3 separate regions of the Mus musculus genome follow, and regions 1 and 2 are each linked to region 3. The links are chromatin contacts, called in public Hi-C and HiChIP or PLAC-seq maps. All regions are on one chromosome and are shown on one strand. The core of a region is the stretch at or near the end of the contact, and the rest is flanking DNA. Distances in the headings are between cores, read along the strand shown.

Region 1 (4,236 bases), core at 238-2,737, 1.4 Mb after region 3:
TTGAACCCAGGGCTCACATTCTCCTGCACTGGGCAGCAAGCCTCAGGGCCCCCCTGTCCCCCAAGCTGGGTACTGCAAATCACAGGTGTGCACCATCACACCAGCTTTTTGGTGCTGGGGACATCACTTAGGTCCTCACACTTTGAAATAAGAACTTTCAGTCCTTAGGATTGGTTTTGTTGGGAGGAGTCCCCCAAAATTAAGTCTACAAAACTGTCTGAGAACACACACAAGTCACACACCTCTAATTTCAAATTTCTAGGAAAGAAATAAAGTGATGTCTGAGTGAAGAAAGCTAGCCAAGCTGATCACCAATACTCGATGCCAATATCGAATGAACCAATACCCTTCTCCAGCCCAAGTTTATATCTCTCTCAAATAAACAAGACGTGAATGGGAGCCAGGTGATGGTGGACACCTCTAATCCCAGCACTTGGGAGGCAAAGGCAAGAGAATCAACTTGAGTTCGAGGCCAGCCTGGTCTATAGAGCAAGTTCCAGGTCAAACACATCAAGAGTCAGTCACTAAGCCTAGCTTGTCTTCTTGCTGCTTAAGTACAAAGACATGCGACTTCAGAGGGGTTGGAGGGTTGGTCATAGTTCTGTAAGTTCCTCTTACTGAACTCCATATGGAATTCTGAAAGGGGAATTACTTAAACCTCAAAACGGGCTGAATACCAGTGTGCTGGGGAAGAGAAGTGCGTGGTCAGATACCCTCAGGCTCTGGAGTAGTTTCTATCAGACTATACTTCAAAAGCACCCCTTCTGAGTCCTAAAATGTTATCCTAACACACAATACACAGAAACAGGTGGCAGAGCCAATTACAAACCTCCACCCAGCTAGAGAAGTTGAGCGAGGATCCGGCTAAAGCGCAGAAGGATGCACAACCTGGCAAAAAGTCGAGATGATTTAGGAAATATGAAGTCGCTCCGGAGTCAAGGTGACTCCGGGTTGCCCAGGACCTCAAAGAGGTAGAGGTGAGCTGGGCCAACATCCAAGGTGTGGGGTAAGCACTCTCACCCTTTGTCGGATAAAGTTTATCCGATCCAAAGTGCTGTCTAGGGAAATTTGAAACGTCCAGCGGCCGAGACCTATAGGCATCGAGGGGAAGGTTGGATATAGGTTGGTATCCGTGCGGCAGCAGTTGGGGACCCGGAAACTGTGGGGTGAAGGGGCAGACTAAGAACTCGGGGGCCTTGGGGCGGCGTGGGCATGGGTCTTGAGGACGTTCGAGGATAGAAAAGCAGCCAGCAGAAGAGGAACGGAGTTGGCCAGGGCGAGCGGCGGAGCTCACGGATGGAAGGTGGAAAGCTGAGGAGGGCAGGTGTGGGGGACACGTCGGATGGATGCTGCGGGCGTGGCGGAGACCCGCCCGCAGCCTGGCTCCACTTACCCAGCCCGGGCGGCGACGATTCCAGCGAGGCGCGGGCCGGCAGGCCTTTCTTGCCCTCCAGCCTCGCCGGTACTGCGCGGTGCGCGCCTCCCATTGGCTGCCGCTCTCGGGACGCGTCTGACTCGGCCAATCAGCGCAAAGAAGCGAGGTTTGGAAACTTTTTCTCTCTAGGCCCGGGCGCGGCTGGGCCAAGCCTCGGTGGGGGCGGGAGGGGCCGCAGGAGGCGCAGGCCACTGGCCCGGAAGGCGGGCGTGGAGAGGGCCTGCTGGCGGCTCGGTACTCGCCGTGCCACGCACTCTGGAACATCCGCACGCCTCTCCTTCACACTGGTTGCATTTATCTGCTCTTGCTCTTGCCCAAGAATAGACAAAGGAGCAATTGGTCGGAGAAACCCGGGCATTAGGAATAGCTGATATTGGGTTACACTTGTAAGTGCCCTACCCGATTCCAAAAATGCTATACTAGCCCAGAATGCACAAAGACAAAAACAGGCATAGAGAACGACAAACTTCCGCCCAGCCCACAGGACCCTTGTTATTCCACAACTTTACACCCCAAATAGAATCTTTAACTGTTGTGGCTTCTTCTGAGACAGAATAGTTTAATGTGAAAGAACTTGACTTTGAATCCTAACTCCGCCGCTTACTAGCTATGTGTATTTGAAACAAGGTATTTAATTACTCGTGGATAAAATGGTCGTCGTCGTCGTCCCCCCCCCCCCCCCCCGAGCTAAATAAATAAGTTTACAAGACTTTGTGCAGTGCTTTGTAAATAAGCCGGGCAGTGGTGGAGCACACCTTTAATCCTAGCACTCGGGAGGCAGAGGCAGACGGATTTCTGAGTTTGAGACCAGCCTGGTCTACAGCGTGAGTTCCAGGACAGTCAGAGCTACACAGAGAAACCCTGTCTTGAAAAACAAACAAACAGGGCTGGCGAGATGGCTCAGGGGTTAAGAGCACCCGACTGGTCCCGAGTTCAAGTCCCAGTAGCCACATGGTGGCTCACAACCATCCATAACGAAATCTGATGCCTTCTTCTGGGATATCTGAGGACAGCTACAGTGTACTTACATATAATAAATAAATAAATCTTTAAAAAAAAAAAAAAGTCATCATATGGTTGCTAGGAATTGACCTCTAGGAGATCAGTGTTCTTAACTGTTGAGCAATCTCTCCAGCCCCTTGTTTTTTCCTTTTTTGAAACACTTTTCCTATGTAACTTGGGCTGGCCTCAAATTTCTGAGTATTCCCTTAGCCTTATTTTTCAGTGGGATCACAGGCCCAGCTAATAATAATTTCTTAACGTTAAGCCATTAATTGTTCATTAATTATTAAATACTATTAGGCACAGGTAATTTTACAACCTGGTGACTAAGACAAAGAATCTGATCTTAAAGGGTTAATACAGTAAACGGAAACAGAATTTCAGATGCCAAATGTTGCTGAAGACTATTTAGAGACTGGGAAGCCAGAGAAAGGCATAGTTAGCTTACATTTCTGGCAGTGTTGGCCTTGAACCTAGGCCCTTGGCCATGTTAAGCAAATACTGTATCATTCAGCTGTATCTCCAGCCTCCTAGAATTGTTTAAAAGATGAGAAAAAGGGTACAGGAAATCCAAGTGTTTCGATTTTGTACCTAACAAAAGGAGCTTCAGAAGGCTCTTTTTGACTCTTACAATCATGTTCTGTTCCCCTGGGCTACACAAGTAATGCCTCCTGCCCCCTGCCCCCTGCCCCTCTCCTCAGTTTTGTTGGTTGAACTCAATACCTTACCCACTCTAGGTAAATGCTCTACCACTGACCTATACCTTCAGCCCCCTTTTTTCTTTTCTTTTCTTTTTCTTTCTTTCTTTCTTTCTTTTTTTTTTTTTTTTTAGTCAAATTCCTTCTAAGATGCCCAGGCTGGACCTAAGCTCACCCTGTAGCCTGGATAAGCTGAATTTGTAATTTTGTCTCTACCTTTGAAGGAGCTGGGATCAAAGTCCTGGGCTACTGTAGTTGGCTTTGCTCTTTTTTTTTAAAAAAAAATTCTGTTCATTTTGTTTGTAGCTTTTGTGCTGTGACCAAGCTGAGAGTTTGACTTCTCTTCCTTTGATCCTGTCCTCATGGGTGGTAGAGGAGAACTCTGTTTAGTAACTTAGGTCTTTGGGGAGTTGAATCAAATGCAAAGTATCCAGTGAAACACCAATAATAAATCTCTGTTATCTTTGTTTCATAAATGTGAAGATTATTACTGAGCAAAGGAAAAAAAAAGGAAGTTGGTTTTTTTTTTTTTTTTAATGAGACAGGGTCTCTTTGTGCAGTTCTAGTTGCCCTGGAACTGTGCCACTACTTCTGGCAAAAAGTTGAAACCTACTTTTATTAAATAGTAGGTAGTGCTTTTAATTTTGTTGTTGTTGTTGTTTTGTTTTTCGAGACAGGGTTTCTCTGTATAGCCCTGGCTGTCCTGGAACTCACTTTGTAGACCAGGCTGGCCTCGAACTCAGAAATCTGCCTGTCTCTGCCTCCCAAGTGCTGGGATTAAAGGCGTGCGCCGCCACTGCCCGGCTTCTGGCAGACTTTTAAGTATAACTATTTTAAAGTAATAACCAGCTAGGACATTCTATACTGTGCCTACATTTAGATTATATTTTTTTCCTAACTTGTAACAGAAAGCAGCAAAGAGCTAGAAATTTCAGAAATTATCTTTCCCCCTATGGAATCCTGAAAACTCATATTTAAGCCAGGCATGGTTCTAAATAAAGGTTATGCTTTTACTTCTTGAACTTGTAGGCAACCGCAGGCAGATCTCTGAGTTTGAGGCTAGTGTACAGAGAGTTCCAGGGCAACCAGGGCTATCACACA
Region 2 (3,979 bases), core at 1,102-3,601, 1.9 Mb after region 3:
TATATCACAACTCACAGGAGTTCCTTCTATTACTAAGATTAGACTCTGTTCATAGACCACCTATAAATTTCTGCTCCTTGAGTGTTTTTTTTTTTTTTCTTCAAATGTTCCTCCTGAAATGACTAAGGTAATGCCATCCTGTTTTGAATGTATTTTGTCTTTCCCTTTTCCGCAACCCAATGTCTGCTTTGGATACCCATTTGAGGTTACATCTAAAATTATGCCCTGCCAGGAATGAAAGTTTACTCTGATCCTCATCTAACTTTGAGGTAAATTAAGGTCTTTGAGGTTTTTGTCTTTAAAAACTCTATCCCTGGGCAGAGGCAGCAAGGGATATTTTCAGAGGCATAAGGCCACTTATGGTCTTGTCATCAATTAAAAGGACTTAAAATTTTTTAACTGGCATAATCAGCATGGTTGTCAATAACTATCTTAAATGGATCATTACACTCCCATCTGTTAAGATTTCTGAGTCAAAAGTATCCACTCACAAGATCCAAACCGTCTTTGATGATTAATCCACTCCAAACCCAAGTTAACTGTGTAAGGTTTATCTGTGTGTTACCTAATCTGGACTATTTGGTAGAGTGTTTGCTGACTGGTTCTATCATCAGCAGTGTATAAACCGGGCATGGTGGCACACACCACTCAGGGAAATCTCTCTTTTGCATAAGTCCAGATTTCTAGACTCAGTTCAAGAGTTTCATTTTCTCCCTTCTCCATTTCCTGCTACTCAATTCAGAAAGCCAGAGAAATCAGAAGTCCAAGAATTATTCTTGGCCAGCCTGGATTACATAAAGCCTTTCTCAACAAATAAAACAAGCCAGGCATGGTGGCATTTAATCCCCACGGGCAGGTGGATTTCTGTGTATTCTCGGCCAGCCTAGTGTGAATTATTGGACAGTCAGGACTCCATAGAGAAACCCTGTCTCAAAATGCACCCCCCCCAATAAACAAACAAAGAACCAAAACCAAAGTTAAGTCTTCAGAGCGAGGCCAACCTGGGCTCCCAATCTGGTCACCCTTTGTTCTCCTCGAGCTTCATTACTTTCCATTTATCAAGCCATACTAATATTATCGCTAAAGGATTGTGGGATTAGATGTCAAACTTCGACCAGGTAAAAAGTTTGCTGACTGATAATAATAGCATTACTAACTGTCACATTTTACTGAATGCTGTTAACAGTGTGGTTAGCATTTATACTGCCAGAGAGAAAGGGGGAAAAGGGTGTGTGTGTGTGTGTGTGTGTGTGAACAGCCTGGACAGAGTACAGCTTTCCCATCAGGTTTATGGACGATATTCCCTGGCATATACCGTGCACTTTGGTCGGGACACATCCAGGCTGTTTATAAAAGAGCACTGACAAAAGTAAATAAAACTTCATCAGCACGTGCAGTCCGTACCTAAAGGTGAAAGGAAAACTCCTTCGCATTGGCCTCTCCTGGTGTGACGTTGGGGCCACTCCAAGGGCGGGCCAATGGGCTTCCGTGGGGAGGACCCAATGGCTCCCACTTTCTCTTCTCAACCAAAGTTAGGGGTTTGCCCCTTGCCCAGTTAAAGGTCCCCAGTTAGACACAGCGTCTCTCTTCTAAAACACACACACACACACACGCTCTCATCAGCACACGATTTTTGAGTCGTGTGTATGGGAATGAGAAGAGCTAAGTTCTAGGTCAGCCTCGGTGTCACTTTGGAGTCTGATGTTCCGTTATCCTCACTTCCCATTATGAAACCCTCTGCCTTGGGACAGGAAGGTGCCTCGGATTTAGCCGACGTGGCGGGCGCCCATAGCCCGCAAGTAAGTGGAAACAAGACCCATCTCTGTCACCACCCCAGGGTCGAGTGGCTCTGACCCAGACCCCGACGCGGGGGAGGACTAGAGACCTGCAGTGGCGTGGGTCTTCGCCTCGTAAGGGAAGGGGCTACGGTCCGCAGCCCTGCTGGGACGCGTCCAGGCCGGGGTGAGGAGGCCCCAGAGCCTGGACCCACCCCGCCAGCGCAGCTCCGGGAGCGGGTTCAGTCCCCGCCAGCGCAGCTCCGGGAGCGGGTTCAGTTCCGTCTCCCGCGCCGCACTCTCAAGCCAAGCGCCCTGCCGGACCATTACCACCCCACACCGTGCCGAAGCTCACCTCGCCACTAGTCCTGGTACCCACTCTGTCACCGCCACCTGCCAGGACCCCGCGGAAGTAGAGGACAAGGCTTCGCTTCCGGAAATAACCTGGGCCTAGGGGCCGACTACGATCAGCTCCCGCAACCATAGAGGAGAGACCTCTTTATGCTCTCAACCCCGTGCGACCTCCGGCTGCCTAGAGCGGCTGCTCTAGGGGCATGCGGGCGCATGCGCACCAACGCGACCCGCCCCTTCCTTTTCGTCCGAGCCAAGCACAGAAGTCACCGCCCCAGGTCTGGAGGTTCCAGCTGGATTGCGTTCCCGTATTTAGCTAGCTTTATTCAGCCATCAAAGTCTCCCACAGTGCCCGAATGCATCGTAATAGATCTTAACTTCACATTTATGAAGAAAACCACAGAAGCAGTCCTTAAAGTTTTATTTATAGAGTCGGAATTTGGGGTAAAATGGCGTTATCACATTTACTCCGCAGCTACCCACCTTGATCTAGATCTGTTGAGAACTCAATGGTACTATGTTTTCAATCTATGACGTTGTGAGACCATGCTTGGCAGGATGATCTTTGTGAGTTCGAAGCCAGTCTAGTCTACGGAGTGAATTCCAAGACAGTCAAAGCTACATAGTGAAACTTAACCAAAGAAAGAAAAAGTTCCTGTTTCTCAGTTCTGATTTAATAAACTGTTTGCAACCCCATTCACATGTACGTGCCCTCGTTCCTTCCCTTTCATTGTATCTTTATAAAAACGTGTTAATAGCCAACTCGGGTTTTGTTTGTTTGTTTGTTTGTTTGTTTGTTTTCGAGACAGGGTTTCTCTGTATAGCCCTGGCTGTCCTGGAACTCACTTTGTAGACCAGGCTGGCCTCAAACTCAGAAATCCACTTGCCTCTGCCTCCCAAGTGCTGGGATTAAAGGCATGCGCCACCAGACCCGGCAATAGCCAACTCTTTAAACAACTCTTTAAACTCTTATCTCCTATAAGCCAGCAGAGGCTGCTCTCTCAAAACCCGATTTAGGAGGAGACAGTCAGTTAGCCTAGGTGTACCCCCCAAATACAGCTTGCTTTAATTGGACAATCATTGATTTGATCTTTCAAAATTTTAACATCTCTACGTTGTTGGAGATGGGGCTGGGAATGAAGCTCAGTTGGTACACTGCTTGACTAACATACCAAGCTGTGCTGAGTTCGATCCCAGTAGCATATAAACGAACTGGGCTCGGTGGCACACCTGTAATCCCCAAACGAGGCAAGGAGTAGGCAAGAGGATTCGAAGTTGAAGGCTGTCAGGCATGGTAGCGCTTTAACCCCAGAATTCAGGAAGCAGAGGCAGGATCTCTGTGAGTTCGAAGCCAGCCTGGCCTACAAAGTGAGTCCTCTTAAGACTGCCAGGGCACTGTTGTACAGAGAAGCTCTGTCTTGAAAAAGAAAAAAAAGTTTAAGACTATGGAGACTTAGCTATGGAATGAGTTTGAGATCAGCCACCTCTAAAGGAATAAATGAGAGTGTTCTTTTCAAGTTGGTAAAGAGTAAAACTGATTTGTGCTAGCAGAATTTACTTTCTAGAGAGTGATCTAGTAAAGGTAGAAACCTTTTTTTCTTCATTGTGATAACAGATACATAACAGAATTTACCATTTAAGATTATTTTTCCTTATTAAGACACAGCCCTGGGCTGGTGAGATGGCTAAGAACACTGGGAGCTCTTCCAGAGGTCTTGAGTTCAATTCCCAGCAACCACATGGTGGCTCACAACCATCTGTAATGGGATCTGATGCCATCTTCAGGCAGCAGATACATATGCAGGAGAGCACACATATATTATAAATAAATAAATAAATAAATAAATAAATAA
Region 3 (4,007 bases), core at 147-2,646:
TTAAAGACTGGGAATTCTAAAGTTGTACTGTATTTAATATTTTAGTATTTATGACATCTTGGGCACAAACAAGAAAGGAATATTAACAATGATGCACTTGGAATGGACTTGTATTAGATAATCTTTGTTGTGAACTTGACACAAATGGAAAGAGGAAATCTCAATTTAAGACTTGCCTTAGTCAGAATAACCTGTGGGCATGTCTGAAAAGAAAAACCTGGGGGAACTTTCTTAGTCACTAATTGTTGTAGGAGAATCCAGTTGGGTATGGGTATACCATCTTTAGGTACATGGGCTTACTCCTCCAAATAAGGTAGGTGAACGTAAGATAGAAATGTAAAGGTCCATGATTCACCGAAGAATGACACCTGGGACTCAAATAGTATGTATACTCAGAGAGTGCTTTATTTTGCAGAAGTCCAGCGTGTTGGAGTCTCCCATTGCCAAAACAGAGAGACAACTAAGTGAGTGTGCATGCTTGCTTTAAAGCACATTGGAATTCTGGGGAAGATGAGTTTTATCTTACTCTATCTCTAGGCATCCTAGAACCATTATCGGGCATGAAGGCTGGAGCCTGGGTTTTTTTCTATTAGTAATTGACTTGCCTGGGCTTGCCTGGACTTTCCCAGTTCTTAGGCCCAGTCTCCTTAACTGTCAATTTGAAGTCTGTCATGGAGTCAGCCTAGCCTTCTCAGAAGCAAGGTGGTAAGCTGCTTTTCTCCATCCCTTTTTGCTTCACGGTTTTGCTTGAGTTTCTTCTGTGGCTTTCTTTACTGATGGACTTTTGGTTCTGGTGTCATCAGAGCAAAACTACAGCCTAAACGTAGCCTGCACTAACACAGCCCAACCTTTTGGAATAGTTTTTTTTTTTTTTCCCCAACACAATTGTGAATTCCCATGTTTTACCTTGATTATTAATAACAGGTTTGGTGTGATGTAACTTTGTTTTTCGAGACAGGGTTTCTCTTTATAGCTCTGGCTGTCCTGGAACTCACTTTGTAGACCAGGCTGGCCTCGAACTCAGAAATCCGCCTGCCTCTGCCTCCCGAGTGCTGGGATTAAAGGCGTGCGCCACCACGCCCGGCTCGTGATGTAACTGTTAGCGTTTGTTTAGACATTATTTCAATATTTAATAAGAGGAGTCATAGGGAAAATTTCCCTTGGACACACTGACACTATTGGAGATCTCAGATCTTTTAAAGACTTTTTAAGCTCATGCTGCCTTAGTCTCCCAACCCAGTTTTATGTGTGTGTTTTGATTAGGACAACCGATGAACCAACAGTTCCAGAGACCATCAGGGGCAAAGCTTGCCAGGAACAGGAACCTGATACAGTCCCCACTATCCCCACTATCGGTCCCTCTATGACGGAGAGCAACGCGCTGCCGGAAGTGACGTTGACGCCCTGCGTGCGGTGGTGCGTCTGGTAGCAGGAGAAGATGGCGGTCTCCACAGGTCGGTTCCTAGCCGGGTCTGCCGCGCTCCCGCTGCTTTCTGTCCGGCGGGCCGCGCGGGACTGCGGGTGCGCAGTGCGGAGGGCCCCGCGAGGGGCAGGGGGTGGGGCGGGCGGTAGGGAGGTCGGGACGCGCGTGTCAGAGCTCGCGGTGACGGGGAGCCTGCGCGCCCACCGCCCGCGGCGGCCCTGCGGGAGGACCGGCAGATCTGGGCGCCGCAGCGGAGCCGAGGGTGGAGTGCGCTGGAGCGGCCCGCGGTGGCGGTGGCATTGCCCATCAACGGGGCTACGGCGGAGAGGCATCCTGGATGGAGCCGGGGATCTAGGCTGGGAGTCCACCAGACAGACACGTGCGGGAGGATAGGACTAACCGGAGGGTGGCTGCTGTCTGGAATAAGAGGGCGACGATTTTACTTAGGTGGCCGAATGCGTGTTCTTCTTCTTCTTCTTCTTCTTTTTTTTTTTCAATTAAGTGAAAAACTACAGTACACTGAGCCAGACGAAAGCTAATTGCAGGACAGTTGGTACCTTAGATAGGTGTTCTACTCTTGTCTACAATGTTCGGTTGCCTTTGAGCAGAAACTTGAAATTTAAATGCCAACAGGGTTTAGAAATTTGGTGACAAAAAAAATTAAAACAGTTTAAAAGTGTTGAGTTTTAGCATTTAAAAATGATGATTCATAAGATTTATTTTTTTTTCTAGTTCTTATTGAATCTAGGTTGTAGAAATGGAAGAGGTTGAGTGCATGTTGTGATTGTTAACATTTCAAGGTAATGCCTTCATATACATTTTTCATATTGTTTAAATCTTACCTTTATGTGTATGAGTGCCATAGACAATAAAATCTTTAGCAGTTCTACCTCTGGAAAATACATCAGTGGTCAGATCAGAGCTGTCCAAGACCAAAGCTCATTTTAAAAGTGATCTTTTAATGTTATAACCCTTAATCTCTTTACTTCTTATTTGAAATATATGTGCTTATTAGTGCCATGTTTTTTAAAGAGTTGTGCTCACTACCTTAAAATTAAACTAATAAAATGGTGTATTGTAATATGAAAAATGTCAATTTGTGATTGCATTTGTTCTTTTTAAAAATATTTATTATATATATATGAGTACACTGTAGCTGTCTTCAGACACACTAGAAGAGGGCATTGGGTTCCATTACAGATGGCTGTGAGCCACCTTGTGATTGCTGGGGATTGAACTCAGGACCTCTGGGAGAGCAACCAGTGTTCTTAGCAGCTGAGCCATCTCTCCAGTCAGCATTTGTTTTTTGGAACATATTTAACACTACTCATATGAAAGAATGTTAAGTATTTTGAAAAGAGCAGTAATTAGATAAAATGAGTGGTCCATACTTTTTATCAAACTTTGGTTTTTGGCAATTGAATGTGTACTCTAAGCGTTGGATTATTTGCCCATGTATTGCATATTAGATATCTGTATCCTGTTTGTTATTTTCACTGGTTTTAGACCAAGGAAATGGGAACTTTGGTATAATTAAAATACATCTTAGAAAATGGAGCTTATTTATTTATTTTTGAGTCAGTGTCCCATGTAGCCAGGCTGACCTTGAACTCTAACTGGAAAAAGTTTGGAGGATAATAATTCAAATTAGATTGAGAATTCCTTCTTAGAAAATTGAGAAACCAAAGAAGTAAAAAGTTACACATAACTTTACAGGAACAGAAGCAAGAGTATAATCCAGCATTCTCTCCATCATGACTAACTTAATTTGGAGTATTCCTCAAAGGATGAGTTTTTTTCTGTTTTAGTCTCGACACTGACTCTCATACATTCCTTCTTAGATAAATTTTTCTTTACATTCTTGGTTCCTTCTCAGATGGAAGTGTCTGAAGTTTCCTCCTTCCTTTCCCCAAGTCAAGAGGCTTTCATAGAATTTAGCTTAAGCATTACTCAAGGCAAAAGATGTTTATTAATATTTAGTATCTGTGAGTAAAGATTTCATTTGATTCATTTACTGCAATTTACTGTGTAAAAAAGGAAGTTCTGTGTGTTTTGTGGTAGTGCATTCCTATAATCCCAGCTATGAGGAAGGATCGTGAGTTCCTGATGAGCCTGGGCTACATAAGGTTAGCCTAGGCTAGGTAGTAAGATCCTGTCTCAAAAGTAAACAAAAACTGAACATTCTTTTGTTTGTCATAGTTTTAGGTTTACAGAAAAATGGAGAAGATGGTGTGCAATCAGTTCTCTTCCTTTGATAGCTTAGTGTGACACATTTGTCAAAGTTAATGACCTAATATGTCAACATGTTTACTATTTTTATATTTTCAGTTTTTACTTTAGGTCTCCTTTTGGTATTAAGAGCTCTTTTTAGGTACTGCATTACATTGTTACATGACATTGAAAAAAATTCACTTAGATTATTTTGATGGGTCTGTAGGTTCTTTGAATGCAGATACATGAGAGAGGCTTAGAGAAAAAAAAAAAAAACCCAGATTTTATTTTTCCCTTTTTGTAAGTCTGTGTAAGGTCAGGAAACAACCAAAGAAAAATAATTACCCTTTTCAGAAGTGGTCATAGTTGTGTA

Evidence for each region. Hi-C and Micro-C count contacts between places; a contact is called where the count stands out from the background. HiChIP or PLAC-seq counts read pairs in DNA pulled down with a chosen protein or histone mark.
Region 1: a contact with region 3 is called in a Hi-C map of B cells, with 6 read pairs. The contact joins the promoter of Nde1 here to the promoter of Ube2v2 in region 3. A contact is called at or near these places in 1 of 39 promoter capture datasets (pre-B cells), 2 of 484 Hi-C or Micro-C datasets (B cells and CD4 T cells), 2 of 115 datasets of contacts at active chromatin or transcription factors (embryonic stem cells and large pre-B cells) and 1 of 9 other capture datasets (liver).
Region 2: a contact with region 3 is called in an H3K27ac HiChIP or PLAC-seq map of thymic regulatory T cells, with 10 times the contacts expected there. The contact joins the promoter of Bfar here to the promoter of Ube2v2 in region 3. A contact is called at or near these places in 1 of 484 Hi-C or Micro-C datasets (CD4 T cells), 1 of 115 datasets of contacts at active chromatin or transcription factors (thymic regulatory T cells) and 1 of 9 other capture datasets (adipose tissue).

Annotation. Positions count from the first base shown.
Region 1 is chr16:14,160,526-14,164,761 of GRCm38.p6, reverse strand. It overlaps Nde1 (nudE neurodevelopment protein 1), which reads right to left and starts at 1,487. Exons shown (of 9, transcript NM_023317.2): 1 at 1,394-1,487.
Region 2 is chr16:13,670,230-13,674,208 of GRCm38.p6, reverse strand. It overlaps Bfar (bifunctional apoptosis regulator), which reads right to left and starts at 2,351. Exons shown (of 8, transcript NM_025976.5): 1 at 2,131-2,351.
Region 3 is chr16:15,591,907-15,595,913 of GRCm38.p6, reverse strand. Ube2v2 (ubiquitin-conjugating enzyme E2 variant 2) reads left to right here and starts at 1,396. Exons shown (of 4, transcript NM_023585.4): 1 at 1,396-1,454. The coding sequence starts at 1,439.